Regions from separate parts of the Mus musculus genome. Here regions 2, 3, 4, 5, 6 and 7 are each linked to region 1. Evidence: chromatin contacts called from public capture Hi-C and promoter capture Hi-C data. All regions are on one chromosome and are shown on one strand. The core of a region is the stretch at or near the end of the contact, and the rest is flanking DNA. Distances in the headings are between cores, read along the strand shown. Region 1 holds the start of Vamp3 (vesicle-associated membrane protein 3). Region 2 holds the start of Agtrap (angiotensin II, type I receptor-associated protein). Region 3 holds the start of Lrrc47 (leucine rich repeat containing 47). Region 4 holds the start of Cep104 (centrosomal protein 104). Region 5 holds the start of Fbxo6 (F-box protein 6). Region 6 holds the start of Exosc10 (exosome component 10). Region 7 holds the start of Tardbp (TAR DNA binding protein).

Region 1 (4,301 bases), core at 938-3,437:
AACCTAAACAAAAAGAATATGGAAATACTTGTCTGAGTTTCTCGCAGAATCTGTACTATTGCCCTTTAAATACACGTTTAAAAAGATGACTTCTGATATAGTCAAAATTTATGCCCACACACTGCTGATGCCTTTTTTCTCTAATGTTTTAAAAAAATAATTACATGCTTGTGTCTGTGTGTACAGGTGCATGCATGTGCCCTTGGAGGCAGTTACAAGCAGTTTCGTGATACAAATGAGAGTGCTTGGAACCCAGGTGGATCCTCTGCTAGAACAAGTAAGTGTTCTTTTAACTCCCGAGACATCTTTCTAGCTCCAACGACTCTTTTTCTAAATAAAATTCTAGAGAATTCCCATGTTTGTTTAAAAGTCACATTTAAAATTTTAGAGTGGTACCTCATCTACTTGATTTTGTGTCTGCTGGAGTCTTCGATTACTGCCAGTGGCAGCACTTGACCCCGAAGGCACACCTGTAGACCTGAAAGGTATAAAGTCACAAGTATGAGTACACTGTAATTCCCAGTGCACTTGATAAGCTAATATATAATCCCAATGCTCCAACCATGACATGGGAGGTGGACACATGAGAGTCTTGGAAGCCTGAGGGCCAGCTCACCTGATACATGCAGCACTGAACAAGAGATAGTGTCTCCAATAAGGTGGAAAGCCAGGACTGACATGTGAGGTTGTTCTCTGCTCTCAAGTGTCCTTTGCTCTCAAGTATACCATGGCCTGTTTGTGTGTATAAACTGTTATGGTGGGACGCAGTCTTAACTCCTTACACTGCAGTTATTTCTTAAAAGTCCCAAGGTAAAAAATAAAGGCACTAATATGTTTTTATAACCCCTCAATAATTCTTAAGACTGTATCACTTGATAGTGATAAAAGTCTGAAACAAATATTTAACAAGATCTGTTCTATGTCAATAAAGTGTGGGTTTTTTTTTTTTTTAAACTTGCTTTAAGACACACAGATGTTTAAAGTAGACTCCTGATCTTTTTGTTGTGGCTGATAATTAGGAACAATCACAGAACAGACAATATGAAGAAATAGGTTCAAAGTGCATGGAGGGGGTCTGTATGAACGGGAAGGAGGCTGAAGCAACTGTCTCTGTTGGAAAGTCATTCATCTCTCATAGGTTCAGTGAGTCTGGATTTTCACTCATCCCCACTTTTCACAAGTACTCTGGTTTTTAAGTCCTTATTGCCTCCATTAAACTCTTGTATCTAAAACAGCTTCCAATTTTTGCCTTCCTACACAACTGTCACTCTAGGGTTGACTCACAGCACTTTTTAAAGTTTGCACTGTGTCTACCACCAAGGACACATCACTGATGGCTGTCTCACATAACTCAGGGTCCGAAAATTAAACAGGTAAGGACCGTGCTCTGGAAGCACTATCCATGTTATTTATTTTTTCTCTCTTTAAAGTCTAATATCACTAAAGAGGATACTACGATCCTTCCCATCTTATTAAAACTTAGGCTGAACATGCGGCTGGCTGAACTGAACCAATTTAATCCTCTTGAGTGTGGACCGGACACTGCCATTTGCTCAGCAGTCTGACCAGGTACATCTTAAGTGGTGACAACAATTCTGGCTGAAGGTTGCAATTAGAAACCAATTTTAAAACCAGAGTGTGCTGGCTTAAAACGGAAGAGAAACCCATTGCCCAGATGCGTCGGGAGCGCCAAACGCTGGCCTACGACGGGCTCCCGGCCACCTCAGGTCTCCCGCTCCTGCCGGGCGCACCCCGCGCACAGAGTGAGCGTTCACGCTCGCTCCCGCCCCTCGCGAGGAAGGAGCCGCGGGGTGTGGCGGCCGCTTCCTCGGTCAGGCGGTGTCCCCACCCCCGTCCTTCCGCGTCTGCCCGCCGTCCGCGGGGCACTCGGGGACGTCGCGGCGCCACGACTCGTCCCGCAGCGTCCGGGGACAGGGTGCACCGCGGGGCCGCTGCCCACCTCAGGCCCCGGGACTCCGCGCGTAGGCCTGCGAGGCCTCCACTCGAGTCCGAGTGTCAAGCAGCGGCCACCGCGCCTGAAGCGGGTCGCAGGAGTGGGCCACCATCCCCGGAGCCCGCCTCGCCTCTCAGCGCAGCGCGTCACTCACATTTTGGCGGCGGTGGCGGCGGCGAATGGCCGAGGGTCGACGGACTCGCGCTGCAGGCAACCGAGGCTGAGGAGATGGGCGGGGCCGTGGTGACGTCACGAGCGGTGGCCGGACCGGAACCCGCGACGCGCTCTTAGTCGCCAGGGGCGCGCCGGAAATGGGCGGGATAGGAATCGAGCCGGGCGCAGCGCGGGCTGTCACCTCGGAGCAGAGCGGAGTGGGAGGGGCCAGAGCTTGCGCTGAAGTAGCGCCGGCGCTGACGAGTGGGCGGGCGTTCTCGGTGGACAAGTGGGCGGGGCTAGAGCGCGGCGCCTGCGCCTTTGGGCTGGGCTCTTCGCCGCCAAGGAATCACAGCAGCTCCCTGCAGTGTCTCTGCTGCCCTGTCTCTAGCCCTGGAAAGGCAGTTTAGAGTGAGAATGGGTACGTTTTACATTACTGTGAGCCCGCATACCTTGTCTCTCATGTTAGAAACAGCGGACGTGCCTAACGTTCCAGAATAATCTAGTGGTCCTGAGGAGACAAAGTTCTTTTCTGAGAAAGAGGCAGTAGGAAGTCCATGTGGAGTCTTGGCCACAGGATTTGGGAGAAGTCTCCTCTCAGGTTCTCACATGACAAATATTTGCCATTGCACGGATATTAAATCCCTAAAGGGAGCCTTGGCTTAGAGAACTGTAAGGTTCTTCATTTCTGTAATTCCCTGGCCCTTGCGGAGACGACACTCAATTTTTGTTCAACGGGGGTGAGTAGTTATGTGGAAAAGAATCCCAACAAGGTCTAAAACAGACTAAATAAACTCCGTTGGTGGATTCACTCAATGAAATACACTAAGGTATTTTTCCACTTCAGCATGGTAACTCCCAAAGGTGTGTGTTGCAATTAAAGAGCGCCACACCAGTGGGTACTAGGTTGAGTAGTAGTTATAAAAACCATTCTGGATAGGAGGAAATGGAGAGTGTGGGGCCGGGCTTAAACAGTGAACAGAAAATGCAGTGGGCTCCTGGTGGGAGGTTCAGAGTGTGAAACTGGCACTAGTTCTGAGGTAGATCAGAAGTGAAGTCCTACCAGAGAGATAACAGAACTCTACAGCCAAGAGGACTGGAACAGTGACGAAGAATACCTAGCAGGGAGGCCTTGTGAGGTAAGCTGGAAAGGGTCTTAAAAAAAAAAAAAACACACACAAAAACCACACACACACAACCCAGCCAACTACCTAGTAGAGCTAAAGAGTGTACTTAGTTGGCAGAGTGCTTGTCTAATATGCAGCCCTGGGTTTGATCCCCAGAACCACGTAGACCCAGGCTGTTAGCACACCCATAATCGCAACGAAAGCTTTTAGGTAAAAGGTTAAGAGGTTCAATGTCACCCTTAAGCTTAAGCGTTGGGAATTCATGGGTACTCTGAGCTACATGAGAAAGGTTAATTTAAAATTGAGATCCTTATCTTCCAAGTAACTGCATTTAAAATAAATCGATGTGTTAAGGAACCAGGCAAGGTAGGTAGAAAGGAAGTGCTTTGGGAAAGTGGCTCTAAGTGAAAGGCTGGGTGGGAGAACACTGCATGTGGAAAGTAAAATAATACTTCCAGTTCTAACTATGACCTCACTGTCAACACCTTGGATTTCAGATCAGGTTAAAGCAAAACACAGATAATATGGGGAAATTTTCTTCATTTTTAATTTACAGCAGAAAGAATATAAAGCATTCAGAAAACATTTTCCATATTTTTAAGGGCAATTCAAAACATTTTGCATGGTTTCCAGCAGCTGAGTTCTTCAACAGATCCATTGACTCAATGATGCTTTACATGCACAATTACAAAAATAAAACTTACAAAAAAGGAGACATCTAGACTAGTTTTACATGCAAGTCTCAGGGACCCCCCGTTGGGCGCCAACTACTGTGTGGAACTGCCATAAGCGACCGTGCAGCCAGAAAGGGGTTCATCTTAATGTCTTTATTTCATTCACACAGTACAGCTGATTTTGAATGGGTAACAAGGATAGCAATTAAATCTTCAGGAGACAGAATAAGATTAGCTATTAATTTTATCATGAAATCCTACTCCTGGCACTTGGGAATTCAGATTATCCAAGAAAGCTGCGCCTATCACCTTATATTCAAAATTAAGAGTTACAATCAAAAAAGGTGGTCATAAATGCTTTGTGTCAGTGGAAGTATGCTTCGACCTCACCTA
Region 2 (4,301 bases), core at 756-3,255, 3.0 Mb before region 1:
ACACAACACCCAGCCTCATTCTGAATTTCAGATTGTGAATGATTCAGTGTGTCCCCAATCCTGAGACACATGGTACGACTTTGTCCTTGATGCGAAGCCCAAAAGTGACTGGGTGTTACTTCACAACCCCTAGCCTGGGCACTGCCCTTCAAAGCCTGCAAAGCACACATGATCTCAGTGGAGGGCCTAGTGTTTGTATGCTGGGCTGGAAAGCCTGCTATCTTACATTTGTGATGGATACACTGTACCTATCAGGTTCTAAAAGACGATGTAGGCCATCAAAACCAAAGTTAGCCCAAAGCAACAATACCAGGAAATGCAAACCACTGGAGCTGAGTCTTTGGGGGTTCGAATCCTGACTGTACCACTTATTTCTTGGGAGACTCGGACAATTTCCTCGTATGATCTAAGCTGAAGTTTGCACCCCGATAAAAGAACACGGCTTCTCTAGGTCAGGTATGGTGGTGCACACCTTTAATCCTAGCACTCAGGAGGCAAAAGCAAGCAGATCTCTTGTCAATTCAAAGACAGCCTGATTTCTATAGTGAGTTCCAGGCCAGCCAGAGCTAGATAGCAAGTCCCCCAACTCTAAACAAAAACGACAGAGTACAGCTTCAGCTTTTTCAGCGGAGGACGGAGACTAAGAAAAACAAGCAACACAGGTTGGGGATACGGCTCGGTTGGTGGAGTGTTTCCTTATCCTGCAGGAAGCCCTGGGTTTCATCGCCACTACTGTGTAATCCTGGCACTGGAGAGGTGGAGGCAGGAGGATCAGAAGTTTGTGGCAATCCTCAGGTACACAGTAAGTTCAAGGCTACACAGTAAGTTAGTACACGAGACCCTGACTCAAATGAATAAAACATATCAGCCCATAAACATCACATTTTTCTCACCTGTTCCTGCGTTTTATTATTATTTGTTAGTGTGTGGTCCTGGGATGGAACCCCAGGCCTGGGGTGGGCTACTCAAATGTTCTACCATTGAGACTTGTGCTGTCCTCGTAATTATTCCAGCAGAATAAGGCAGAGCCTGACCTCCAGACTGCCTCCAAGTCCTGCCTGTAATTCTGTCCCTAGATAATGGATCGCTCAAGCCCATTCCTTTGCTCCAATCTCCCTCCTGCTGCTAGCCAGCAGTTTAGGAATGGGAAACCGGCCAGAGCAAGTCACAGCCCAGCCCATATGAAATCACACAACTGCTCCAAAGCACCTCTATCTTCCGGCCCTTTCCTCTCAGACACCAAAGGGTGCTAAATGGCTTAACACCTGGGAGTCTTAGGGTTTCACGGAGCTGGCACCAAAGGCCCAAGATGGCCGGTTTACTTCCAGGTCCACACGGTTCTGGCCGAAGCTAAGTGGCCAGCACCTCTGTTGCAAATGAGGAGGGCTGAGAGAGAAAAAGAACTTAGGAAATGAAGACATCCTACGCAGCCCCGCTGCCCGGAGCTCAAAGTAGCCTCTGGGGTTTTTGATTTTAGGAAACCTCTTAAGTTCCTGCTTCTTAATTATGAAATAAGGACGCTGCATGTGGAAATTAGGGAGAAGCAATTGTTTGGGGACAGCGGATTTCTCCTAACTTGAGCCAGCACTCAGACAGACCCCCCCCCCCGAACTGCACTGACCTCTCAGAAGGATAGATGTCCCTGTCCTGCTGTGGGGGACACCAGGAGCGCAGGCCCGGGCGGTCCGGTGCCCGTGCCAGCCTGGGTCTGTCCGGGAGGGGCGGCCCTGTCCGTCTCTGTCCCCAGGTGTCCCTCTCCGTGTCCGCCGCCTCCTCCCCGGGGCTCTGGACCTTCCCTTCTGCTCCGACTCCGTTCCCCAGGTTCCTGGACCCCCGCCCGCCCCGGCCGCGCGGCCACCTTCAAGTTCACGGCAGGCAGCTCCATCCCGACCCGGCGGAGGGCACCTGAGCGACGGCCGCGGGGACTCCTGGGCTCCGAACTCGGGAACAAACTTCCTGGCCCCGCCCGTCGCGTTGCGCCAGTTCCAACGGCGGGAGGCCAACTCGCGCGGCCACGTGACTGCAGCCGGTTGCTAGGAGACGGCGTCAGGCAGCTGCTCTTGCTGCTAGGCTCAGGCTCCTGCTACTACTACTGCCTAGGCCTCTACCAGCTCCTGTGCTTCAAGCCAGGAGGTCGGGATTTCTGCAGCCTAGGGGCTCAACGGGCTGCCTAAGTGGGATCGAGGTGAGGTGGTGGGACGACCTACAGCCAGAGGAGCCTGGGGCAAGCGGGCAGAAACTGCGGGTGTGGTAACAGTTGGTGTCTGCCCAGAACATCCTCTCTCCTCTCTTACTTCCCTTGCACAAGAATTAGAACAGTGCCTACCTCATCATCTTTGTGAGGATCAGTGAATGAATTCATGTCCATAAAGATAAAAAGTGAGGGTTGGAGAGGATTCCGTGATTAAGAGCACATGTTACTACTTTTTCTAGGCTTGGGTTCCCAGAACCCACATGCCGGCTCACAATCATGTACTTGTGATACAACCACCCTCTTTTGTCCTCCGCAGGCTCCAGACACAAGTGCATATACACACACAGGCAGGTGAGACATTCGTATACACAAGACAAAAATAAATAAATCTGAAAAAAAAATCGAAGCTCTGTTCTTACTGTATTAAATTTTCCTTCCAAGCTTATTGGATTTCAAGAGAATTTCATAGAATACATTAAAAAGAAAGGAAGGAAGGGGAAGTCGAGGCAAAGATATAATGATATCAAAGCCTGCCTGGCTTATAAAGTAAGACCGTGTTTATGTCTTATTGATCTACTTAGTGGGGTGGGTGGATGCATGCCACAACATGAGTGGGGAGGCGAGAGTGTGGATGGTTCTCCTTCCATCCTGGGTTCTGAAGCCAGGGTAAGGAAAGGGAGACAGGACCTGAAGTCAAGAAAGGGGCTTTCCAGCTGATGGCTGAATAGCCCCCACCACAAGGGAAGGAGAGGCTGGAGGACTCTAGAGCCCAGCAGTTTAAAGCCAACCTGGGCAACAGTGAGACTTTGTCCAAAAATGAGGGGGTCAGGGCTCAGTGTTATAGCATCTGTTTACCAGCATCTGTTTACAGTACCAGCATAGCCTAGGTAAAGTTCCAAATGATCAGAGCTGTGCCGGGTGTCAGTGGCTGATGCACACAAGCTCTAGTACCACCAATATATGAGGAGCCAGCCACTTGGAGTCCACTTGCCCAACATAGCAAAAGTTGGAAGACATTCAGTCAGGACAATTAACAGGAAGTCTCCCCTGCTGAGCCTTCAGACATGCTGAGAGCTCTCAGGAGGCGGGAGCTGCCCAGCCTGGGCTGGTGGGTGTGACTCCAGAAGAATAGAAGCCATATGGGAACCCATGAGACCCCCTGAGTGGACACAAGATGACATCTAGGTCACAGATCCCCAGATAGGACTTTTCTTCTGGGAAGATGAGAGAAGTTGGGGCGGGGCAGACCTAATTTAATAGCCCATTTGAAGGCACAACCCTCAGTCCCCAAGGAAGGCGAACTACAAGTCTGCCATTGTAATGGACAGCTATTCTGATTTTGTTTCTAGGCAGAGTATTTCTGTGATGTCCAGGCTGGCCTTGAACTTGAGAGTTTCCTGTTCTATCCTCCCAAGGGCTGGGATAGCAGGCATGTGCCTTTACCTGGGTCTAATTATGGTTTATTGCATAAGTTTATTTAACTGTTATAAAAATTATATACAGTAGCAAGTTGTTTCCATACCTGTATGGCAATATATCCTGTGATGTTTATTTCTTAATCATGTTTCTTTAGTTTGTATGTTGATATGTAGGCATACATTCCATGCCCCTATGTGGAAGAGGACCAACTTCCTTGAGTTGATCTTCACTTTTCTACCTTGTTTTTGAGCGAAGGTCTCTTCTTGTTTCTACCATTTTGAACACACCAGGTTAGAATCTGAGTGATCCTCCAATCTCCATCTCCCAGTTTCTGTAGGAGTGCTGGGATTACAGATGCACACTACCACATCTGATGTCTTACATGGGTCCTGGGAATCAAAGGCCAGTCGACAGGCTGGTGTGGCAAGTGCCTTTAACCACATAGCCATCTCCCTGGCCCTTTAGCCTGGGCTTTGTGAAATATTTATGTATTTAACTCTGGTGTGTGTGTGTGTGTGTGTGTGTGTGTGTGTGTGTGTGTGTGTGTGTGTATGTGTTTATGTGCACATGCATATATAGGAGTCTGCAGCGGTCAGAAGAGGCACTGATCCTTTGGAATTGGAGTTGCAGGTGGCTGTGAGCCACCATATGGATGCTGGGAACTAAACCCAGGTCCTCTGCAAGAGCA
Region 3 (4,301 bases), core at 527-3,026, 3.0 Mb after region 1:
TGAAAGATGCTTAGGTATGTACAGAACACCGAATTCATCCCGGAGAATGAATTCACACAACACCTTGTGTCTTCTCAAGCTACAAGTACTGGAAGAGCTCTGACCAAAGATCACATAGAGGGCTCTGACCAAAAAGGGGTGGGGGGAGACTTTCAAGGTAAAGTCAACAAAGACGTCGTGTCTTCCAGAGACCTCTTACACTCAGTTCACTTCAGGAACAGTTAGTAAAAGAGCAAACACCACACCTTCAGCCCAGTCTAAAACCCAAGATGGGGAGAGTATAATTGCTTCTGAATATACAACAGCACTTCCCAATGCTGCCTTGGCAAGTTAGTTCCCACTGGCTTCCCACACCACAAAGGCTTCACCTTACAGTCCTGTTGCGCCGAGGTCTGGTACAGGTCTTCGTAGGCTAAGACACGCATGAGGTCCATTCCTTCCTGGCGGAGAATCCATTTGCTTGTCTTTTCCAAATCTCTGTGGCTGTCTCTGTAGCAACTCCAGTCTGAAGCTGTCACTGTTCATCTTTCTGCTCCCTTCTCTCCTGCTTCTCTTTTAAAGACCCGTGATGGTGTGTGGGGCCTTCCTATTTGCATGGGTTATGCTCTACATAACTGCAGCCATCCTGAGCCATAAGCACCACAAGTGTCTCCTGCCCCCAGTCACCCTGGCTGGGTTTTCCTGCATAGTTCCTAGCAAGCCACAAATAAGATTATTAATCATAATCCAGGCTCCACAGATGTGCCTGCCTTCTATACTATCTTAATGCCAAGTGCATTCCAGTTGCAATGCAGTGAGTTTGTCCTGGCCCATTACTTCTAACCACAGGGCCTCATCCTGGAGCATTAATTAGTACCTATGGAAACGTGTTAGCTCTGTCTTCTAAGGAAGACCGAAGATAAAACAACTTCAACCTCTGCGACTACCTTACAAAACCAAAACATAAGGTGGTTGGATCACACCCTGGCCCGGGACTGCTCCAACCCCCAGTACTGGGGATTGAGCCTTAGGCTGACATGTTTCTACCAACTGGACTACCTCTTGTTGCCTGTCCCAAGGCTTATGTACCTTGAAGACAAACCTGGGGACGGGGGCGCTCTGGAGCCCTTTATCTTTTTTTCCCCCTTGTTCCAGTATACCATATTAATTAAATCTTTCTTGTTGCCTGTTTTATTATTTTTTAAATATGGTCTCAGTCGCCCAGGTTGACCTCAAACTTGCTATAAAGTCAAGCTCCTTTGTTTGTGTTTTGTTTTGTTTTGTTTTTCGAGACAGGGCTTCTCAGTATAGCCCTGGCTGTCCTGGAACTCACTCTGTAGACCAGGCTGGCCTCAGAAATCCACTTGCCTCTGCCTCCCAAGTGCTGGGATTAAAGGCACCACTGCCCGGCTAGTGAATTCCTTCCTTAACCTTAACCCTCGACCAGCTGAGCGCTTGGGATGACAGGTGTGTGCACCACCATGCCCCATTTACACTGTGCTGGGAATCAAACAGAGCTTCATGTATGCCAAACAAGCGCTCTACTAACTAAGCTACAACCCCAGAATAATCGTGTCTTTAGTTGGTATCTGGGGGGTGGGAAAGGTGACCACCTAACCTGTGGGACTCCACGCAGCCACACTACACAGCCAGTGTGAAGCTGAGGCTAAAAACAGAGCCGCCCCACACACCCGTCCCACAAACCCCTTGCGTCCAGACTCTCTGGCGAGCGCGTGTTCTCTCTATGGTCATTTCCGGCTCCCGCCGGAAGTGTGGCGCCGCACTCCGGAAGCGGCGCACGGGCGGCGCGATGGCGGCGGCGGCGATGGCCGTGTCCGAGGCCTGGCCGGAGCTGGAGCTGGCCGAGCGCGAGCGGCGGCGCGAGCTGCTGCTGACCGGGCCCGGGCTGGAGGAGCGGGTGAAGGCGGCGGGCGGGCGGCTTCCGCCGCGGCTCTTCACGCTGCCGCTGCTGCACTACCTGGAGGTGAGCGGCTGCGGCAGCCTGCGCGCGCCGGGGCCCGGCCTCGCGCAGGGCCTCCCGCAGCTGCACAGCCTGGTGCTGCGGCGCAACGCGCTGGGGCCGGGCCTGAGCCCCGAGCTGGGGCCGCTGCCCGCGCTGCGCGTCCTCGACCTGTCCGGCAACGCGTTGGAGACGCTGCCGCCCGGCGAGGGCCTGGGCCCCGCCGAGCCCCCCGGACTACCGCAGCTGCAGAGCCTCAACCTCAGCGGCAACCGCCTGCGCGAGCTGCCCGCCGACCTGGCGCGCTGCGCCCCTCGCCTGCAGAGCCTCAATCTCACCGGCAACCGCCTGGACGCCTTTCCCCCCGAGCTCTTCCGGCCAGGAGCTCTGCCCCTGCTCAGTGAGCTGGCAGCTGCCGACAACTGCCTGCGGGAGCTCAGCCCAGACATCGCGCATCTTGCCTCGCTCAAGGTCAGTGGGACCCGAGGGGAGGGAGACGCGCGCCCTGCTGTCCCTCCTTGGAGGATGTCTTTGCCCCCGCAACCGGTCCGTCTCCTCTCAGTTCTCAGACCTGCGAGCTCAGAGGTCTCTGGACGTGTGGCAGTTTAAAAGTTGCTATCAATGTTAGACTTCTCATGTGGGAAGAAATTCAAGAGCAGAGAGCCAGGTGTGGCGCGCGTGTGTGCGTGTGCGTAACTGATTGGGTTTCCAAATGGCGGAGCGTCCAGACAAGGCACAAAATCACGCATAACAACAGCCTTCAGTGGGCGGGATCATGGCTTCCGTTTTATAGAGAGCCGAAGTGCTTACCCAAAGCCAACAGCACACCTAGAGTTTTCTTCGGGGCTGCCTTGTGTAAGAGATTGGCTTCTTTGTGGTCCCAGGCTCCCGTTGTGCCTGACGCCCACCAGGTGCTCATTGTGTGTTGAGTGAGGGGTGAGAAGGCAGAAGATGCAAAGCCACAACCTGACCTGACTCCACTCTAGGATCTCCACAGTCCAGTCCTGTCATCTGGCCATGTCAGTTCCCCTACCACACCCCCTCCATCACACCCCCTACCCTTTGTATTCTTGGTAGCGCCAGCCTGTGTGTCTTCTCATCCTTGAGTTTATGCAGCCCTTTCCTAATGATGGATTGGCAAGGAAATTTGCTCTTGAGAGATCAGAGCTCACCTTGCTAGTATTCGTGTGTGTGTGTGTGTGTGTGTGTGTGTGTGTGTGTTTAATTAAGACACCTGTCCCTCCCTCCTCGCTCTCGCTCTTGCTTTCTCGGGGTGGGGGTGTGGAGAGATAGGCCAGCGAGTCTACAAGATGATACTCCCTGAGGTACCTTGGCCCTCTATGTTACAGGTGTCCCCATGGCTTGGGTATGACACAGGCTGTACACTGTTCTGCCTTCCTATGTAGTAGATATATTGGTTTGCCAGAAGGCTGATGACTGTTCAATATGGTGCATGTCTTTGTATCAGCCATTGACGTGCTGTGGTTTCTGAGACTGAAGCCCCTTGCATGTGTCTCACTTGGCCCTCACCACCATGCTGTGATCCCTTTCCCAGCAGAGGCAGCCCTGGTTGTCACTGTACTGGCTGGGGTTTGTGTTCTCCTGGAAGTTCTGATGTAAGGTGTTGAGCGTATATACCCTGCAAGGCATACAGCCGGCCAAGCACAGCAGTCCCGTGGGCACTGGGAGGAGGCTGGCACATCCGCCCTGCTTCACCTTTTGGTGGTATTGCCTCTCCCCCCCTCCCCCCGGAGGGCCCAAAAGGCTTCACGTCTGTGCTTGCCCATCACACCTTGGACCCTGGCCCCACTCCCATGACAAGGTTGCCGCTCTAGGCACTGAGGGCTGGGTAAACATGGGCAAGCATCACCTTTCTCACCAGGACGCTTCACCCTGTGTCTCTGTGTGGCAAGACCCACCTGCCTCTCTTCGACTCACTCTTCACCTTTGCTGCTGTCCTCACAGGGCCCCAGGGAGATGCTCAACTGGCATTGGGATTGTTGCTTCCTGCTCTGACCCGCCCTTGTCAGATGGTATCCCTGGAAGATCCCCTCCCTAAGGGCTCTTTCTGAGGCTCAGCCCCACCGCTGCCCCCTTCTGCGTATTTCTCCCCCAGGTCTTCAGTAGATTGCATCTTAACAGTGGGAGCAGAAGCATGTCATTCAACCCAGTGTTTGACAAGTGTGTTTTGATCCCACTGTAGTCAAGGGAGGGCATTTTCACAGAAGTCCTTCAAGGGAGTACAGAAGCTCAGAATCCACAGAATTACAGACAGGCTGTTGCAGACCTACTGTCAAATAAGGCCCATGTCATCGGTCATGCTTTTGGAGAGCTAGGTCCTCTGGGCTGGTGACCTCACAGG
Region 4 (4,301 bases), core at 656-3,155, 2.9 Mb after region 1:
AAGTTTTAGACCAGCCTCGGCCACATGTAGCCTTGTCCTCCCCATTTCCCTTGCAAATCTGAACCTTTTGCTCTAGTACAGAGCATGGAAAGAGCAAGGCCGGTTAGCTATGTGGTTGGAGCTCAGTTTCAATAAAGACAGTGAAAAGCTACACAGCGGGAGATATTTGAAAACCACACTATCTTACATCGAAGTCATAACCAAGATATTCTGGAGGGGGGGGGGGCTAAATATTTAAACAGCTTTATAAATCCGACTAAGAAACACAAAAAACGCGAAGAATCGCTTCTCTGAAGAGTGCCTTCAAGTGGTAAATAGGAAGATAATACCCAATCCCATTAGCCACCAGGGAAATTCGGATTAAGACTACAATGATCTGTCATCACACCTACCTAGAATAGCCTGAATGAAAACCATGATACCTGAGAGCATTTCAGCACACTGGTCGAAGTACAGCCCGGAGCAACAGTGAATGGAACCAAGACCTGCCCTGCCCTGCCCTGCCCTGCCCTGCCCTGCCCTGCCCTGCCCTGCCCTGCCCTGCCCAGCCCAGCCCAGCCCAACCCAGCACAGCACAGCACAGCACAGCACACCACAGCACAGCACAGCACAGCACACCACAGCACAGCACAGCACACCACAGCACAGCACAGCACAGCACAGCACAGCACAGCACAGCACACCACAGCACAGCACAGCACACCACAGCACAGCACAGCACAGCACAGCAGCACCGACCCCAGTCTCAATCCTTCCCTTGCCCTTGGCAGTTTCAAAATTAAAATCAAAGTTCTTCAGCAAAAGCTTTTGGCATTCAGAGCCTTTAACCAGATCTTCTGGGTTCCTGCCCGGGCCCCTCGACGAGGCTTTAAACCGTGTAGGTCCCTCCCATCTCCAAAGTGTTCCTACTCACAGCCATGCCAGGTCTCGCCAGCGGTGAGCAATAGGAGCTCAGCGTCGTTGGGAAGGCCCGGGAAGCAGTCGTCCGTCACCTCCGTGCCATCTTCGTACAGGCACAGCCGGGAACCGGGCATCGGGAGCTGGAGGACAAGAAGATCAGCTTGTCCCACAACAGTCTTGGCTTCCAGACAGCCAGCTCTGCGTACTGTAGAAGCCTAGCGCCTGTCCAAGCCCACCCAAGAGGATGGAAATCGTAGGGGTGGAAGCCAAGGTGCCCGCCGCGCAGTGCTTGCCCGGAATGCAAGACCCACCTGGAAGCGGACGCAGCCCTTACGCAGCAGCTCCTGGCAGCTCCGGGCCGCCACGCCGAACTTGCAGGCGCTATGTAGGGCTCGCAACTTGACGCATTTGGGTTGGCGGAGCACCGCGCACATTGCAGGGCTGCGGTACCGTAGCGACACTGGACTTGTAACGTTCCTGCCCGGAACTGTGGTGCGTAGACGCGGCCCGGAACTCTTTTCTCTACGTAGGTAGGTGCAACCGGAAACGTCCGACTGCAGGACCTGTCCCCAGCCAGAATCCTCGAGGCCTGGATGCGCACGCAGGCGCCGGCGGGCGGACGCGCAGGCGTACCGCGCGGGCCGGCCTGGTTGCTATGGGAGCGCAGCTGCGGCCCGGGCCCTGGGCAGAGGCAGCCCGGGCTGCTCCTCTGCTGCCCTCCTCAGAGGCCCGGGGTGGGGGCGGCTGGACCGAGACCCCTCCGAAGATAGCGGAGGCCGACATCGCAGCGGCCCCGCCTGGTCGTTTCCGCGGCGCTCTGTGACCCTGCGTGGCCTCGGTCTTCGGCAGGCACCCGGGGCGGAGGCTCCCTGACACCTGGCCTTGGAGGGACTGCGCGGCCAGTGCCTGTTCCAGGCCTCCCTGCAGCGCATCTCAGCCTTCGTGTCCGGAATCGGATTCGAGCCCCGCCTTGTCCTCGTCTGCATGCGTTACTGAACAGGAGCAGTTGCCACGAGACTAAAGACTGTAGCTCTGGCTCCGGGTAGGCTACACTTCGATCCGTGTCGTTTGGGGGTTTTGTTTGTTCGCTGGGTTTGGTTTGTTGTGCTTTTTAAGCGTTAAGATTCTCTAAAGCACTCTCAGTCCTTAAAATTACTTGGCCCCAGATCATTACTTAATATTGTAACATTTACGTTTTCTTGAAAAGAAAACTGGAAACACTTTTCATATCCTTGTAACAAAATGTTTGGAAGTTGCTACATTGAGTTCGGGTTTCTGGTTGGAAAGATGACAGGGTAAGTTCATAACCAAAAATAGAAGAGTTGGGGCTTAGTTTATAAGCAATGCTAGGGTAAATGTCAATTGACACTGCTGGCTGTGGCTGCCCTAGTGGCAGCTGGAACACCAGCCGCCTGTGGTAACCAGCTAGTAACACAGCATTGCACAGATCCAGATCTGTGGTGGGCTTTGTGAGGCGGGAAGGAACAGGAGGTGGAAGGGCTCCAGTGAGTGCATCGGCTGAAAATGTACATTTTGTAGATGTCCTTATTGAGGCCCCAGTGTTTTGGCCACGCTGCCCCCACAGCCCTCCTGCAGGGATCTTCAGTACCCGTACTTTGTTTTAGTTTTATTGGGCATACACTTGTATCTGCTGTTAACATTCTGTTCTATGCACCACAGAGACGAGGTAGACAGACCTGATTTTTGTTTGTTTGTTTGTTTGCTTGCTTGTTTTTTGGTTTTTGTTTTTTTTTTTTTTTTTTTGAGACTGTCTCACTGTGTAGCCCTAGAACTACTACATATAGACCATACTGACCTCAAACTCCGAGATCCTCCAAGTTCTGGGATCAAAGGCATGCACTACCACACCTGACACGGGCTCTTGAAGACACAGGGTCTGGTCAAGGCACTGGAGAAGTTCGTTAGATTTGACTATTCTCTAGAATTCAAGTCATAACCGGGCATAGTGTCACATACCTTTAATCCTAGTACTTGGGATGCAGAGGCAGGAGAATCTCTGTGAGTTTGAGGCCAGTCTAGACTACATAACAAGTTCTAGGCCAGTCAGGCCTAAATAAGAGACTCTGTCCCAAAAATAAAAACAAACAAAAAAAAAATCCAAGACAAGAATGGAGACTGGGGAAACAAGGTGTCCGGTCATAATTAGCACTTCTACTCCTACAATGGGGCTGCCTAGGGTTTTAAAATTAAGACCTGGAGAGGGGTGATCAAAGTTGGATTTAAAGAATGTTTGTCTTGACAGGAGCATAGGTTGAACGGGCAGTTGTACCCATCTGGAATAGAGATAAGGAAGAAGGGTGGAATCCAGTAATCCTTCATACCGTGCTGCCCTCTTGTGCTAAAGGGGAGGATGGTGGTTGAGGGAGATCAGCTCGGGGTTCAGAACCTGTGTGAACTAGGAGTGTAGCCTCACAGATTAAAGGAGAAGCATGCCAAGTCACCCAGCTATGCTTATCACTGCTCTCCGCTATTTTCTGGGTCAGTCTCCTCTACTCTGCTGCCGTTACAGCCACAGGGAACTCATGTAGCATCTTTAACAGTGACTTGCCATTCTAACTCTTAATAATTTAATACATACATACCCCAAAACACCAGCAAATGCCAGACAGGCATTGATTCTTGGGATGGTCCTTTTCAAATCCAGTGGAAGAGAAAGATCTAGATTACACATCAAGTGTGTTCACATGAGCCGGATTTCCTGTGGGATAGTTTGGATGTCAGAGTCTATAGAGTATTTCAATGTTGTATCTTATTCCAAGAAACTTCCAATGGACTTCTTTGTTCCGTGTTAGGAGCAGTGGTTTTTCTTCTGATGGTTTACTTCAGCATCTTGCTTAGCAAGTGTTTGATTGGCTTGGTAACTAAGAAGTAACCAAGGGGCCATAAGCACTTTGGGCTCTCAGTATGATCACATCTGAGGACCTGTGTGTTGCTGCTCTCTGTCAGTGCTGCCGCCCAAAGTTAGCTCCACTTGGGCAGGCCCTCCACTGCTGTTGGCCTCGGCAGCTCTGGATTCCAGTGCTAGGAGCCTCTGTGGGGAGAAATCTCCTTTGCTGTGGTCTCTAGATAGTCCTGAGGTTGAGTTTCTTCTGGGCAACACATACGTATGTTCCCATTCATAAACCTCACTGTGTAGGGGTATGGGATTCATGGACTGTCCAAGCCTAGGAAAGCTTGCCCCAGCAGGCCCCAGCCAGGGTTGGAGGGAAGTACAGAGTTGCCATAGCCAAGCTCACTCTATTGTTTTTCAACATGGAGAGCAGGGGGCAGTAAAGCAGACATCACAGCACCACAACCTCCAGATGAGAGGGGTGAGCTAGGATCACAGCATCACATCCTCCAGATGACAAGGGTGAGAGGTAGGATACAGGGCCATTCCC
Region 5 (4,301 bases), core at 497-2,996, 2.9 Mb before region 1:
TTTTAAAGACGTCCTTTTCCCCACTGAAAAAGAATTTGTTTAGAAGCCAGGGGTGTAAAAGCCAGCATAGGGAGGTGGGGGAAAAGAGGATCAAGTTTCCTAAATCAGCCTGGGCTACACAGGAAACGAGGTCTCAATATCCACCCCTCACTCCCAAACTGCTTTGTTTTGGAGCCAGTTGGGCCTGTGACCTGGAAAGAGTCAGGGCCACTGCGCTGTCTCTTAAGTTCTCGGAGGCGAGTCCTGCTTTGCCATTGCAGTAAAACTTCCTTTCAAGGCTCACTTCACCGACTTACCCCAGGTGTGAGGTGGGACCCTATGTTGTCACTCAAATGAGCCTAAGCCTCCCCACCCGCTTTCAGGGAAACAAACTGTAGCATTCTCAGAATTTTCAGAGCCTTTCCTGGAAGCTGGTGGTCTTCTGGGGGCTTCTGTCTGAGCACACAAGAGGGTGAATACACTCTGGCTCTCCGGAATATTTACTACACGAAGGAAAGGGATCACATGGGGCCAGCTTAAATTCTTAGCTAGGGAGGGGCAGGGTCTTTCAAATGCTTACAGTTTTTTAAACGTCCTGTGTCAAAATACAAAATGATAAACCCGCAGTGGTGGTGCACACGCCTTTAATCCTAGCACTTGGGAGGCAGAGTCAGGAGGATTTCTGAGTTTGAGGCCAGCCTGGTCTACAGAGTGAGTTCCAGGAGAGCCAGGGCTACACAGAGAAACCCTGTCTCATAAAACAAACAAAAAAGATTTAAAAAAAAAAAAAAAAGAAAGAAAGAAAAGAAAAGCCCAAACAACAAACCTGAGTGGAGGCACGCCCTCACAGTCCCAGATACTCGGTGGAAAGTTTGAACTTTTTGTCCCAGCCTAATCAATTTTGCTCGTCTCAAAATACAAAGTAAAAGTAAATAAGGCTGGCAATGACTCATTTAGAAGGACTGTGAACTTCCAGGCAGAAGGAGCAGAAATGTCTCCCCCTCACGGGGGTGGGGTGGGGGTGGGGGTGGGGGAGGTGCTGCCGGGTGGTAGCATGCTTATCTAACACTTGGGAGGCCCTGGGCTCCATCCTAAGGAAAGGACAACCAACAACAATCTTAAACTATGCGCATTAAAAGATGTCGGCAACTCCTAAAAGCTGCCTACACGGGTGAGTCACTGTGTCCCGAGTGGGGGGTCTCCCCCTGCCGTGGTCCTGATGGCATTCCACTCCAGTGTCACTCTCCCCCCCCAAAACAAGCCACCTTGCCAGGGAGACTACAGTGCCCCTGGTGTGCCTTAGGGGTAAAATCCACACCAGGCTGCGGCTGGGTCACGAGCGGACGTCCTACCCTAGCGCCTGAAGCCCGGCGTCCCAAGGAGAAGCCGGTGTCGCCACCGTCCGGGACCCTCGCGTGCCTACAGCAGGCCCGGCGTCCCCGCGTCCCGGCGCCGGACTCGAGAGCACCTGCCGCACCCCTCCCAAGTCTCCCCACGAGCGCGTGACCTGCGCCCGGCCCCACCCTCCCGCCGGCCACTCGCGGTCCCCGCTGCCCAGCGGCCGCGACCTGGGCACCGGAGGAAGGGGGGCCTCAGCTCTCCAGGGCCTTGGGCCTGGACCTCGGCGACCCGGTCCTCTGTCACCTCGCCCCGCCCCGTCTTCCCACTGGCGTCACGCACCGACCAGCGGGCCTTCCGCGTCGGTGCGAAGATGGTGAGCTCGGAGCTCTAGGATCCCCCCCCCCCCTCACCAAGCTGCTGCTCCACTGGCCGGGCTTCCCCGGCTTCCGTCTCCCCCTCCAGGCGACAAGCGGTTCAGCAGCTTGCTCCCACCTCGGGCCTGCTTCCTCCTCCAGCGAAGGAAGCGCTACTTAGAATCTAGTCCCTACCAGACAGGCGACTGGATCTGCCCCACCCATGGGGAGGGGCAGAGCTGTACCTCCTCTGGCTTTGTTTGTTTGGTTTTTGGTTTTGTTTTCTTGAGACTAAGTCTATTTATCCAGGAGCTCACTCTGTAGACCAGGCTGGCCTTGAACACACAAGAGATCCACTAGCATCTGCCTCCTGAGGCTGGGATTAAATGCCTGAGCCACCACTCCGTGTCCAACCTCTTTCTGGGTTTCTCTGAGGATTCTGGTCCTAGTGAAAATTAACTCACAAAGCATTTATCAAGTGAAAGTGGAGTTTCAAGGCAGGAGGTCAGCCATCCTAGCTTAACCCATCTATTCTATTTTGGAGTGAGATAATTAACTTTGACAAGCATTGTGCATCTGTTGCGTGCTGGGCTCAACCAAAAAATCAGTAAAGTTCTCGTCAAGGTGACTGCAGAGCCTGGCATGGCCACCTTGGATTGCACTCCCGGGCATGAGGGCTATAGGGCTGAGGGCTCTGCCCCTTAAGCTGGGGGATGCCATGGCCACACTCCTGAAATGCTCAACCCCTCTTTATAGCATGGACTGCAGCCACACTCCTGCCTCTCTAGGGCCAGGCAGGATTGTCCATGAACCAACCCTCCCCTCCAAAAGCCGCAGGGCACACAGAGGCTGGAAACATTTTATTTGGCTATGTAACAGGAGGGATGGAGTGGTGCTAGGGTCAAGGGGGTAGTGTGTGAATTGACGCTCCCACCGATGGGGCTGGGGCATCTTCAAGCCACAGAGGACTTGGCCAGGTCCTTCCACTCAAAACCCTGGTCCATCCTACCCCTCATCTGGCCTCTCATCCGGAGTCTTCTGGGGAGTCCTGCACTCATTGGTAGGATGACAAAGATAGTCTGATCCTGCCTATCTGGTACCAGGCCTGACTTTAAAGCCAAAGCAGAGAGCGTACAGCAGCTGACCACCAGGCTAAGGACTGGCCAGCAGAGCCTTCTATCCTAGATCTGCCTTATGACATCATTAAAGGCAGTCCCCAAGCCTGTCAGATATGTTGTCTGTCCCTGCTCTCCAGGGCCCTTGAGGAGAACAAGGAGAGAGGTCAGGGGTAGAAACAGGTCTAGGCAAGCATGAGAAGTATGGAGACCTGTTGTATCTGCCTATCCTCAGGCACTGCACCCTTAGAGGGGCAGCTTTGCTGGAGAGCTAGAGAGGAGGGTGGCCCAGACATTAGAAACTCCACACACAGGCAGCTGGGGGCAAAGGCTAACAATGAGGTCTGGGAGTTTCCACCTCCCCTTCCCAAGCCTGGCCCTTTCTGACTGTTTACTAATTAGGGCTCTGAGGACTGGGGCTCAGGAGGCATCAGGGCAGCGGGGGCCCGATGGTGATGCTGCTGTTTGTGACTCTCGGGCCGTACCAGCCGGCCCAGTAGTGAGTGTCCACGCCTCCGTGCTGAAACCAGATGTAGCGGACGCCGGGAGGATAGTTGGAGAATGTGTGTGAAACCTGAGGCAGGGGCAGACAGAGGGGAGCAGTCAGGTCTACTCTGTAAGATCTGTCTCCACTGAGTTCGAGGCCGGCCTGGTCTACAGAGTTAGTTCCAGGACAGCCAGGGCTATACAGAGAAACCCTGTCTCGGAAAAAACAAAAAACAAAACAAAACAGAAAACAAAAAAAACAACAACAAAAAAGATCTGTCTCCAAAAACAAACTCAGGGGGACTGGAGAGATGACTCCATATCTAGGAGCATTGACTGCTCTTGTAGAGGACCAAGGTTCCATTTTCAGCACCTGCAGGGCAGTTTACAACCATCTGTAACTCCAGTTCCAGGAGAGCTGAAGCCCTCTTCTGGCCTTCTAGGCACACAGGAAAAACCACTTATATGCGTAAAATAAAAATAAATCTTTTTCGAGAAGAACAGAGGGACAGAGCTGGGGGTGGGGGGAGATTTATCAAAAGTGCTTGTGTAGCCTGCTGGAAGCCCTAGGTTTCATCCCCAGCACCATGATGGTACACACCTTTCATTCTAGCATTCAGGAGGTGAAGGCCGGAGGGTCACAAGTTCAAGGTCATCCCTGGCTACCTAGGATCCTAGAGGGACCCTATCAGAAGACAACAAAAGAGCTGTAGTTCAGTAAAGTACTTGCCCTGTAGAGCGACACACACACAGCCCTGTGTTCAGTCCCAAGACCACATAAACCAGGCAGGGTGGGGGTTAGAGGCAGGAGGACCAGGAGCTCAAGGTGTCTTCTGCTATGTAGCAAGCTGAGGGCCAGCCTGGGCTACATGAGACCCTGTATCAGAAAATCAAAACAAGAAATAAAAACTAAATTAAGTTAAAAAAAAAAAAAAAGAAACACGTTATTCAGCCTAAATCCAACTTACCCTAGGGAAGTTGATGCAGTGACAAGTCACTGATACAGTGTCAACAAAAGTCACTGATC
Region 6 (4,301 bases), core at 949-3,448, 2.5 Mb before region 1:
GGCTGTGTTGTTGCCAAGTGCAGATGACAGTCTTTCTGCTTCCTAGGTCGGGATTTCTCTCATGATGACACTTTGGATGTTCCAACCCAAGTGGAGCTGCTTATCAAGCAGGCAACATCTCACGAGAACCTCTGCCAGTGCTACATTGGCTGGTGAGTGAGCCTGCAGAGGAGCCTCCTCAGCCAGGCATGGTGGGCATGCCCTTACTCCCCAGCACTGGGCACGCAGAGGCAGGCAAAACTCGAAGTTTCAGTACAGCCAAGGCTATAGTGGTGAAACCATGTCTCAAAAATATCTGAGAATGCTCCTTGTCTAACGGGAAACTGAGAGCTGTGATCTGTATCTGGAAGTCACAGCTGCTTCAGAGCTACAGTTTAGAATGGGCAGGTGTGTGACTTTCTGTGGTGGCTTTAGATTTTTGTTGTCACTCCTGAGATGTAGAAGGGCACAGGAAGAGTCAGAGCAATGACTAGAGAGAAAAAGGGAAGAAGAAGATTGGTAATCCTGTAATCGAGTCTGGGCAGAGAGATCTCTGGGAGCTCAGGCCCGTTAGCCCTTGACTAGTGATACTGACTGAGTCCCACGGGGCTCTGACTGACCGTCCCCTTTCTGTCACCTTCCTAGGTGTCCCTTCTGGTAACTGAGGCCTGGAAAACCACGTCGTCTCCTCCCAGGCTTTAGTACCTTGTCTGTGCTTCCAGTGGACTAAAACCATGGACAGACAGTTGGACTTGTTAAATATTTTGAAATGTATATGAAAAGAACTACTGTATATTCAAAGTTGGCTTCCGCCAACCTCCTAGCTGCTGTTGAAAAGACACTGTCAGAAACACAAGGCTTGATTCAGTTCCCAGGACAGTGAAACACAGTAATCCTTCAGAAGCCAAGCCTTGGATTTTGGGAGAACAGAAGATGGGTAACTGAGAAATACGGGTTTTGACTTAACTTACAAGAAAACTCATCATAAACATTGCTGACAGAATAATCCAGTTGGTCCTCTCAACCAGGGGCTCCAACGGCAAGGACACAGAGGTCGGCACTCCACTATCCTGTTACCTCACCCGTCCCTGGATGCAGTGGCGACATTTGCAGGATGGGCCAACATGGCTAAGAGAGTCTGTCTTCCGCCTGACCCCACGATGCTGAAACTCACAAGACCTGCCCTTCCAGGAGGACATTTGTTCAGAAGCCTGGCCACCGGGCATGAGCAGGTGTGCCAAGGATCTCCATGCGGGGCCACACTGGCTCTACTGTGTTCAGTGAGGGAGGGATATGCTGTATTTGCAGCAGGGACTCAGAACATAAATGCTGATCACAGAGGGACACACTAGAGCAGGTTGTGAGTTATAAGCAAAGTAAATATCCAACTAAATACACAAAGTATAAAGTAAAGCCACATCTAGACACCACGTTGTATCTGAGTAAATTTTGTGCCAATAAATGACATCAGAATTTTAAAAGCATATATGTGTATGACTGGCTTTCTGTTCATCATTTTGTAAATTCTGTTATTGGGCTTTGGATTAAACTCAGTGGTGAGCCACTGACTAACAGGCACAGGAGCTAACACCATTACATTCCAGCACTAGACAGGCAACCATGGGTCTCTTGAGTTTCAGGACTACACAGAAAACCCTGTCATAATAAACGAGAATACATACATACATACATACATACATACATACATACATACATACACACACACACACATAGGCGTGTCACTTTATCAGTATGGCACATGTATGTATGTGTATGGGTGCCCATGTCAGCCAGTTGAAGTCATCTGCTCCCTTGGAACTGGAGTTACAAGTGGTCATGAACTTCAAGCCTGCGTGCTGTGGTCCTCTTTAAAAAAAAACAGCGAGTGTTCTTAACTGCTTCAAAACCTCCCTTCCCTCCCTCGCCCAATGTTTTAAACAAATTGGAAAAACCCAATCCTAACGTGGTTTTGCACGTCTTTAATCCCAGCACTTGAGTGGATGAGGCAGGCGGATCGGAGGTGAAGAGCTAGCTTTAAATGTGATTTTGATTGTACCCTCCCTCCAGTTCTCAGGCGAGGCCACAGGTTTGTTAGGATACAGCGTGAAATCAAAGAAAAGCCTAAATTTCCCCATCGTTAAGGCAAGACCCACAAAGCTACGCTACTTGGTGAGGGGTGGGGGGAGGATTTAACCGCGCGCATGCGTGTTACGCCCGCCTCGGGCAGCCGGAACAATCTCGCGAGAAGAGCCGCCCTAGGACGGAAAAATGGCGCCTCCCAGTCCCCGGGAGCATCAGTCCGCGCCGGCGACCAGTGCGACCAAGCCTGACGCGGAGATGGTACTGCCTGGCTTCCCCGATGCAGACAGCTTCGTAAAGGTGAGTTCGCGGGCCCTGGGGCTCCCCAGGAGCCCCCTGTTCTGGCCGGAAACGGGTCTGAGGCTACGGGCTTCCGGCGCCCGTCACGGCGGCCTGACGGCGCGCACGGAGAGCGGGAGAGGAGGGCTCCGCGCTTCCGGTGTGAGCGCGTGTGGCTTCGCGTGTCGAGCCGTGTCCGCGGCCTCGGAGGGGCGTCCTTGTCACTACCTCTCCCGAGGGGCCCGACAGCTGGGAGACGCTCCCTCCCATTGCTCACCCCGCTGCTGCCCTGACGTCCGTTACCCCAATCTCGTGGGTTGACTGTCCCCCGTCACGGGTGACATCAAGCCTCTCCAAGTGTCAAAGGACCTCTTGAGAAGGAGCATAGAGTTTTTTTTTTTTTAATTTATTTAAAGTCTTTGTTCACAAAATTCATGATGCTGTCATTAGGCCTTCACACCTCCCATCTGCCGGGGTCCCCCAACCGTAAGATCATTTTCATTGATGGCCTTGCTGCAAGCAATCTATGTAGACATTAACTTCAAAGTAAATTGCGATCCTCTTGTTAGTTTAAAAAAATATATTATTTTCGTCGCTAATTTGTAACAGTAATTTTGCTACCGTTATGAATCATAATGTAAGCAGGCAGGGTATTGGTGGGTCTGTGACCCATTATTTATCAACGACAGCTGCTTCTGATTGTTTACCCTTAACTACCTCACAACAGTCTTATCGAAAGCACTGGATATAAAATGGTCATCTGAGTGGGGTGGGAGTGGTGCACACCTTTAATCCCAGCACTTGGGAGGCAGAGGCAGGCGGATCTCTGTATGTCTGAGCCCATCCTAACCCAGGTCCTGTAAGAGAAGTGCTAAGCGCTCTTTTAACACTGAGTCTCTCCAGCTCTTGTGAGGTTTTTTTTTTTTATTTATTTCTGTTGAATGGACAGGAATCCGTGTCTAAAATGTGTCTTTTTCTCTGGATTTTCAGTTTGCACTTGGGTCGGTAGTGGCAGTTACCAAGGCATCCGGGGGCCTGCCACAGTTCGGTGACGAGTATGATTTTTACAGAAGTTTCCCTGCCTTCCAGGCATTCTGTGAGACACAAGGAGACAGGTTACTGCAGTGGTAAGTTTATTACGTTGATTGAAAGAAAGAGGGGCTGGAGAGATGGCTGAGCGGTTAAGAGCACTAACTGTTCTTCCAAAGGTCCAGAGTTCAAATCCCAGCAACCAACCACGTGGTGGCTCACAACCATCTGTAATGAGATCCAATGCCCTCTTCTGGTGTGTCTGAAGACAGCTACAGTGTACTCACCTATAATAAATAAATAAATCTTAGAGAGAGAGAGAGAGAGAGAGAGAAGAGAGAGAGAGAGAGAGAGAGAGAGAGAGAGAGAGAGAGAGAGAGAGAGAGAGAGAGAGAGAGAGAGAAAGAAAGAAAGAAAGAAAGAAAGAAAGAAAGAAAGAAAGAAAGAAAGAAAGAAAGAGGAAGAAAGGAAGAAAGAAAAGATTTTCCTGAGGGTCACATACCTCAGCGGTTGGGAAGTAATGAGAATGGTTGGGTTTCTGGGTCTGAATTCCGGTACCAACCAACCACAAAAAAACAAAACAAACAAAAAAAAAAAGCACTGCTAAAGGCCAGTGAACATAGGATAATCGCATGGCCTCTGGTTGTTAAGAGAGCATACATGGAGCCCGGGCTAGCCTGGAACTTGCTATGTAGACCAAGCTGGCCTTGAAAATCTTAGAGATCAACCTTTCCCTACCTCTTGAGTGCTAAAATAGATATGTGCGCCATCACAGCCAGCATGATCTATGATCGTTAAAAATAAATTAGGGGCCAGCAAGATGATTCAGTAGGCAAAAGTCACCTAATTCTAAGCCTGACAGCATGAATTGAACCCCTGCGACTCTCAGGATGGAGCGAGCAAGCTTCTGCAAGTTGTCCTCTGACCTTTACACA
Region 7 (4,301 bases), core at 1,309-3,808, 2.4 Mb before region 1:
AAATCTTAAAAGGATGATACGCCAGGACGACACACAGAGAAACCCTGTCTCGAAAATCCAAAAAACGATGAGACAAAGATGATTTTTGAGGCTGCAAGGAAAAGCTGGGCAGTGGTGGTGCACACCTTCAAACCTAGCACTTGGGAGGCAGAGGCAGGTGGATTTCTGAGTTCGAGGCCAGCCTGATCTACAGGGTGAGTTCCAGGACAGTCAGGGCTATACAGAGAAACCCTGTCTCGGGAAGGGGAAGAGAGAAAAAACAAAACAAAACCAAAAACAAAACAACCCAAAAGACTGAAAAACCCCGTTTCAAAAAGCCAAATTCTTTTACAAAACAGATGCATCTTTAAGGCATTTAGGTTTCACCACCTAAAATTAGCAATGACCATGTTCTGCCAGCTTCACATTTAAATTCATGCTCCTCAAAAAAAGAATCCTGCTTTTCAATTTCCATTTACTTAAACTGCTGACCTGCCAGAGTAGTCTAAGTCTAAACAAAGTTTATGAAAAAGTTAGGGTCATAGGAAACATTCCTCCATAACGACCAAACCCTCAAGTTGGAGCTCAACAATAGACTATTCTCCCAGCACACATGAAGCCCTGGATATTATAGTCTCACTTAAATTAAGATGGCACGGAAGTCTAACCATGGCCAGCAATACAGCAAAACCAAAATGATTAACAAACCTTTGGGATAGTTGACAACATATACCAGATTGCCCCAGCCAGCATCTGGGGCATGCAGAATTCCTTCCACCAGTCGGACTCCTCTCATACACTGAGACACGGGATTCCGGTAGCGCAGGCCGCATGCCCCTGGAAACTGGGCTGTAACTGTGGACAGCAACACCGTCCCATCGTCTTCTGATGGTATTTCAATGGGTTCATCGTTCTCATCTTCTGTTACCCGAATATATTCAGACATCTTTGCTTAAATCTCTTAAAGGAAAAAGAAATGAGCAAGAAAATCAGAGGAGTTATCTTTTCATAATTGGCTATTATCACACCACTTTATTCCCACTTCCTGAAAAGATTCCTGCTACCTAAAATGTTTCTTTTGCCATCCCTGAAAAAAAAATAGAGAAAAGGTATTTTCTAAAATAAAAATGTGATTTTGGGGGCTGTTGAGATGGCTCAGTGGGTAAGAGCACCCGACTGCTCTTCAGAAGGTCCAGAGTTCAAATCCCAGCAACCACATGGTGGCTCACAACCATCCGCAACAAGATCTGACTCCCTCTTCTGGAGTGTCTGAAGACAGCTACAGTGTACTTACATATATTAATAAAATAAATCTTTAAAAAAAAATGTGATTTTTGTCGAGCACGATAACCCACGCCTTTAATCTCAGCACTCTTGAGGCAGGCAGATCTTTTTGAGTTCGAGGCTGGCCTAGTCTACTGAGTTCCGGGGCAGCCACAGGGAAAACCGGTGTTCATGTGGCGCTCTGCCCGCCAGTTCTATTTTCTCAGCGCACACTATAAGCTTCCGGTGCTAAAATGGCAACAGTGTTACCATGTGGCCCGTTGGCTACAAAGCCAGACAAAAACAAGGTGTTAAAGAACTAAGTATCTGCCCCGATTTTTTTTCTTGCACTCGTCATTTCTTACCTGGAGCGCACAGATTACAGGCTACCGTATTTCGTAACCATTCTGAATTAAGTTTCTTCTATAGCCTGGACCTGAATCGGGTTTAGCACGTGCTTTAACGTGGAAAAAACCAGCCAAGCATTGGGATCTGAGGAACCCTCCCTGTGCTGGTGGAGCACGAACACCGACATCAGAACAGTTATCTAGCAGTTCTGGTGCTCATCCTCGGAAAGGTCTGGCTAAAGTTAGGCGTCGAGGGAGCAACGACGGCTACTCCGGGAGGTAGGCCGCCGCTTCCCAGAAGGCCGTGCGCGACAGACAACGTTGATGATTTTCCCCCCCTTTCAACTGGGCCCAGGGTGGGGCCCGCGGAGGTCCAAGTCCCATGGTGACAACAGTTATTCTCAAAAGCGACAATCTACAGGGACTAGGACGCCTGGAAACCCGGGGCGGCCACACACTTCCGCCCGTGGCTTCACAGCCAAGCAGAGGCCCGGCGTCCCGCTCCGGCTACTGCCCGCGCTTAGGCCTTAACGACGCGGCTGCGCGAGGCCAACCAGGCCCCGCTCTACCGCTCCCTCCCCGCGGCGCAGGCCGCACCGGGCCTCTCCGAAGCAACACTCGAGGCACGCAGGCCGGCCTTGGCGACCAACCTACCCGCTAGGCCACTGCTAGGAAGCACAAGGAGGAAGCACAGACGGGAAGGAATCCGACAACAGCCGCGCTACCGCTCCGTGCCCACAAAATGGCGCTAGGGCCGCCTCCCGCCCTCGCCCGCCTTCGGCCTCTCCCACTGGCTTCCCTGCAGGAGGGGCGCTCTCCGAGGGAAGCCACAGGCGCTCTCTCCTCCCAGAGGCTCGGATGCTAGCAGGCTCTTCGGCGTATAGAAAAAAGTAAAGAAACGCAACAATGAAAACAGCTGGGTCTGAAAAACTGACAGATGAAGGACAGAACGGCCACTCGGCCTTCCGAGTCCCCCTACGTAACGCGGTAGATGGCTTCGCCTGACCAACGGCCGGCCCTAGTCGAGGAGCTCGCGCGCGCCGAGAATGCGCGAGACTAGCGCAGGCCGGGACTGGGGCGGCAGGGGCGGGGCTAGGAGGGAAAGGGGGCGGAGCCTGCGACTGAACGCGTAAGGGCTTGGGGGGGAATCCCTGGGAACCCTGGGTTCCTAGTCTAAAGGCGACTCTTAAATGTCTTCTGCCTTTGCTCGTTAATTTCCAACGTGGAAACATTAACTTTGATCTGCAAAATGGTCCCTGTTCTAAGTACTATTTTGTATCAAGTACCTTTTAGCACTCTCTGGCTCTAGGGGGAGAAAAACAAACCAGAATCTTGTGAATGGCAGGCAAGTGTCTTCCCATTGACCTTGGGCTTAGCCATCAGATACTGTTTTAGAGACAGGGATCTCAAAGTCACTGTGTAGCCCAGGCTGTCCTTTAACTCATCAAGGCTGCCAAGTGTGGATGCTGCCCTAGCAGTCTACACGATAGTCGTGATACTCTCTCCTCTTTCAATAAGTGAAGAAACTGAGGCACAGAGTTGAGTACCTTGCATGAAGTCACCATGAGAAAGAGGCCCCACTAGGGTCTGAATCCTACAGCAAAAAACTACTTGGATGTTTCAGTATTTCGGTTCCAGTTGACGAGTCCTAGTATAACTTTAAAAAGGCTGAAGGCTAGCTCTACCACCAAGCAGCAGATGTAGACTCTTTACTCAGGGTTGGAATTTCTTGGTGTATCAGATTCAAAGCTTAGGCACAAAGGTTTTACACAGTTGCTTTATTTACTGAAACTGGGTCTTGCTGTACAGAACAGGCTGGCCTTGAGCTTGCTGGGTTCCTCCTGCCTCTGCCTCCCTTCTGGGAGGAATGGGGTAGGATTGCAGATCACCATCAGGCCAAGCCTTCCCACTTTAAGTTTATAAATGAATTCATTTCCTCCTCACAGCTACCTTGTAAGAAGATGGCATTGGAAGAACAGATGTTAATGTCTAGCCCCTAACTTCCATTAGAGCCCAGGCTGGCCAGGAACTCCTGGCCTGTCCTCCTGCCTCAACCATCTGAGTGCTGGGATTATAGGCATGAGTCCTTCCACCCAGCATTATTTACTTTTTGGTTTTGAACTTAACAAACAAACAAACAAAACAGGATTTCTGCGTAGTCTTTGGCTGGCTTAGAACTTACTGTGTAGACCAGGCTGGCCTCAGATTTGCTATGCCTTTCCTGAATCTGCGCCTTCAGTGTTGGGATTACAGGTGTGAGTCACCAAAATGGTTTTTTGTTTGTCTCCTAAGACAAGGTTTCATACAGCAGAGCCTGGGCCTGGCCTCCTGACTGTCCGGGATTACAGACCTGTGCTACCATGCCTGGAAAAGTCAAGAACTTTAACAGTAGTTTAAAAGGATGATTGCATTTTTTTTTTTTGATTTTTTTTTTTTTTTTTTTTTTTTTTTTTGGTTTTTCGAGAAAAGGTTTCTCTGTGTAGCCCTGGCTGTCGTGGAACTCACTTTGTAGACCAGGCTGGCTTCAAACTCAGAAATCCGCCTGTCTCTGCCTCCCGAGTGCTGGGATTAAAGGCGTGCGCCACCACGCCCAGCTTGCATTTTTTATTTATTTTCTGTGTTCACGTCTCTGTGGGAAACCAAACCTGCTCTGTGTGAGTTTTTCTGTGAGCCATCTAGCTGGCACCAGCTATCTTTTTTTTTTTTTTTAGA

What was found. Promoter capture Hi-C pulls out the DNA fragments that hold promoters and counts their contacts. Capture Hi-C pulls out chosen DNA fragments and counts their contacts.
Region 2: a contact with region 1 is called in a promoter capture Hi-C map of adipose tissue, with 2.7 times the contacts expected there. The contact joins the promoter of Agtrap here to the promoter of Vamp3 in region 1. A contact is called at or near these places in 2 of 39 promoter capture datasets (liver and pre-B cells), 1 of 115 datasets of contacts at active chromatin or transcription factors (bone marrow-derived dendritic cells) and 1 of 9 other capture datasets (adipose tissue).
Region 3: a capture Hi-C map of embryonic stem cells shows a contact between it and region 1, with 6 times the contacts expected there. The contact joins the promoter of Lrrc47 here to the promoter of Vamp3 in region 1. A contact is called at or near these places in 1 of 39 promoter capture datasets (the C10 cell line), 1 of 115 datasets of contacts at active chromatin or transcription factors (astrocytes) and 1 of 9 other capture datasets (embryonic stem cells).
Region 4: a contact with region 1 is called in a promoter capture Hi-C map of liver, with 4 times the contacts expected there. The contact joins the promoter of Cep104 here to the promoter of Vamp3 in region 1. A contact is called at or near these places in 5 of 39 promoter capture datasets (the C10 cell line, hematopoietic stem and progenitor cells, liver and 1 more), 1 of 484 Hi-C or Micro-C datasets (pre-B cells), 2 of 115 datasets of contacts at active chromatin or transcription factors (bone marrow-derived macrophages and extraembryonic endoderm stem cells) and 1 of 9 other capture datasets (liver).
Region 5: a promoter capture Hi-C map of liver shows a contact between it and region 1, with 2.9 times the contacts expected there. The contact joins the promoter of Fbxo6 here to the promoter of Vamp3 in region 1. A contact is called at or near these places in 3 of 39 promoter capture datasets (the C10 cell line, liver and pre-B cells), 4 of 484 Hi-C or Micro-C datasets (CD4 T cells, CD8 T cells, double positive thymocytes and 1 more), 1 of 115 datasets of contacts at active chromatin or transcription factors (large pre-B cells) and 3 of 9 other capture datasets (adipose tissue, liver and macrophages).
Region 6: a promoter capture Hi-C map of pre-B cells shows a contact between it and region 1, with 2.3 times the contacts expected there. The contact joins the promoter of Exosc10 here to the promoter of Vamp3 in region 1. A contact is called at or near these places in 2 of 39 promoter capture datasets (liver and pre-B cells) and 1 of 9 other capture datasets (liver).
Region 7: a contact with region 1 is called in a promoter capture Hi-C map of pre-B cells, with 3 times the contacts expected there. The contact joins the promoter of Tardbp here to the promoter of Vamp3 in region 1. A contact is called at or near these places in 5 of 39 promoter capture datasets (cranial neural crest, fetal liver, liver and 2 more) and 2 of 9 other capture datasets (adipose tissue and liver).

What each region holds. Positions count from the first base shown.
Region 1 is chr4:151,055,766-151,060,066 of GRCm38.p6, forward strand. It overlaps Vamp3 (vesicle-associated membrane protein 3), which reads right to left and starts at 2,188. Exons shown (of 5, transcript NM_009498.4): 1 at 2,109-2,188; 2 at 397-478. The coding sequence starts at 2,110. Gm38529 reads left to right here. Exons shown (of 2, transcript XM_017320565.2): 2 at 187-3,291. The coding sequence starts at 1,676. The coding sequence ends at 2,245. It overlaps Camta1 (calmodulin binding transcription activator 1), which reads right to left. Exons shown (of 24, transcript NM_001081557.3): 24 at 3,758-4,301.
Region 2 is chr4:148,086,059-148,090,359 of GRCm38.p6, forward strand. It overlaps Agtrap (angiotensin II, type I receptor-associated protein), which reads right to left and starts at 2,006. Exons shown (of 5, transcript NM_009642.5): 1 at 1,859-2,006. The coding sequence starts at 1,885.
Region 3 is chr4:154,010,027-154,014,327 of GRCm38.p6, forward strand. It overlaps Lrrc47 (leucine rich repeat containing 47), which reads left to right and starts at 1,777. Exons shown (of 7, transcript NM_201226.1): 1 at 1,777-2,410. The coding sequence starts at 1,790. It overlaps Gm31566 (a long non-coding RNA gene), which reads right to left and starts at 1,235. Exons shown (of 8, transcript XR_391010.4): 1 at 369-1,235.
Region 4 is chr4:153,973,656-153,977,956 of GRCm38.p6, forward strand. It overlaps Cep104 (centrosomal protein 104), which reads left to right and starts at 1,906. Exons shown (of 22, transcript NM_177673.2): 1 at 1,906-1,942. It overlaps Dffb (DNA fragmentation factor, beta subunit), which reads right to left and starts at 1,426. Exons shown (of 7, transcript NM_007859.4): 1 at 1,212-1,426; 2 at 914-1,040. The coding sequence starts at 1,334.
Region 5 is chr4:148,150,283-148,154,583 of GRCm38.p6, forward strand. It overlaps Fbxo6 (F-box protein 6), which reads right to left and starts at 1,747. Exons shown (of 6, transcript NM_001163706.1): 1 at 1,660-1,747. Fbxo44 (F-box protein 44) reads right to left here. Exons shown (of 6, transcript NM_173401.5): 6 at 2,517-3,362. The coding sequence ends at 3,219.
Region 6 is chr4:148,556,221-148,560,521 of GRCm38.p6, forward strand. It overlaps Exosc10 (exosome component 10), which reads left to right and starts at 2,199. Exons shown (of 25, transcript NM_016699.3): 1 at 2,199-2,358; 2 at 3,328-3,464. The coding sequence starts at 2,248. Mtor (mechanistic target of rapamycin kinase) reads left to right here. Exons shown (of 58, transcript NM_020009.2): 57 at 47-152; 58 at 625-1,465. The coding sequence ends at 640.
Region 7 is chr4:148,624,438-148,628,738 of GRCm38.p6, forward strand. Tardbp (TAR DNA binding protein) reads right to left here and starts at 2,559. Exons shown (of 6, transcript NM_145556.4): 1 at 2,244-2,559; 2 at 688-939. The coding sequence starts at 925.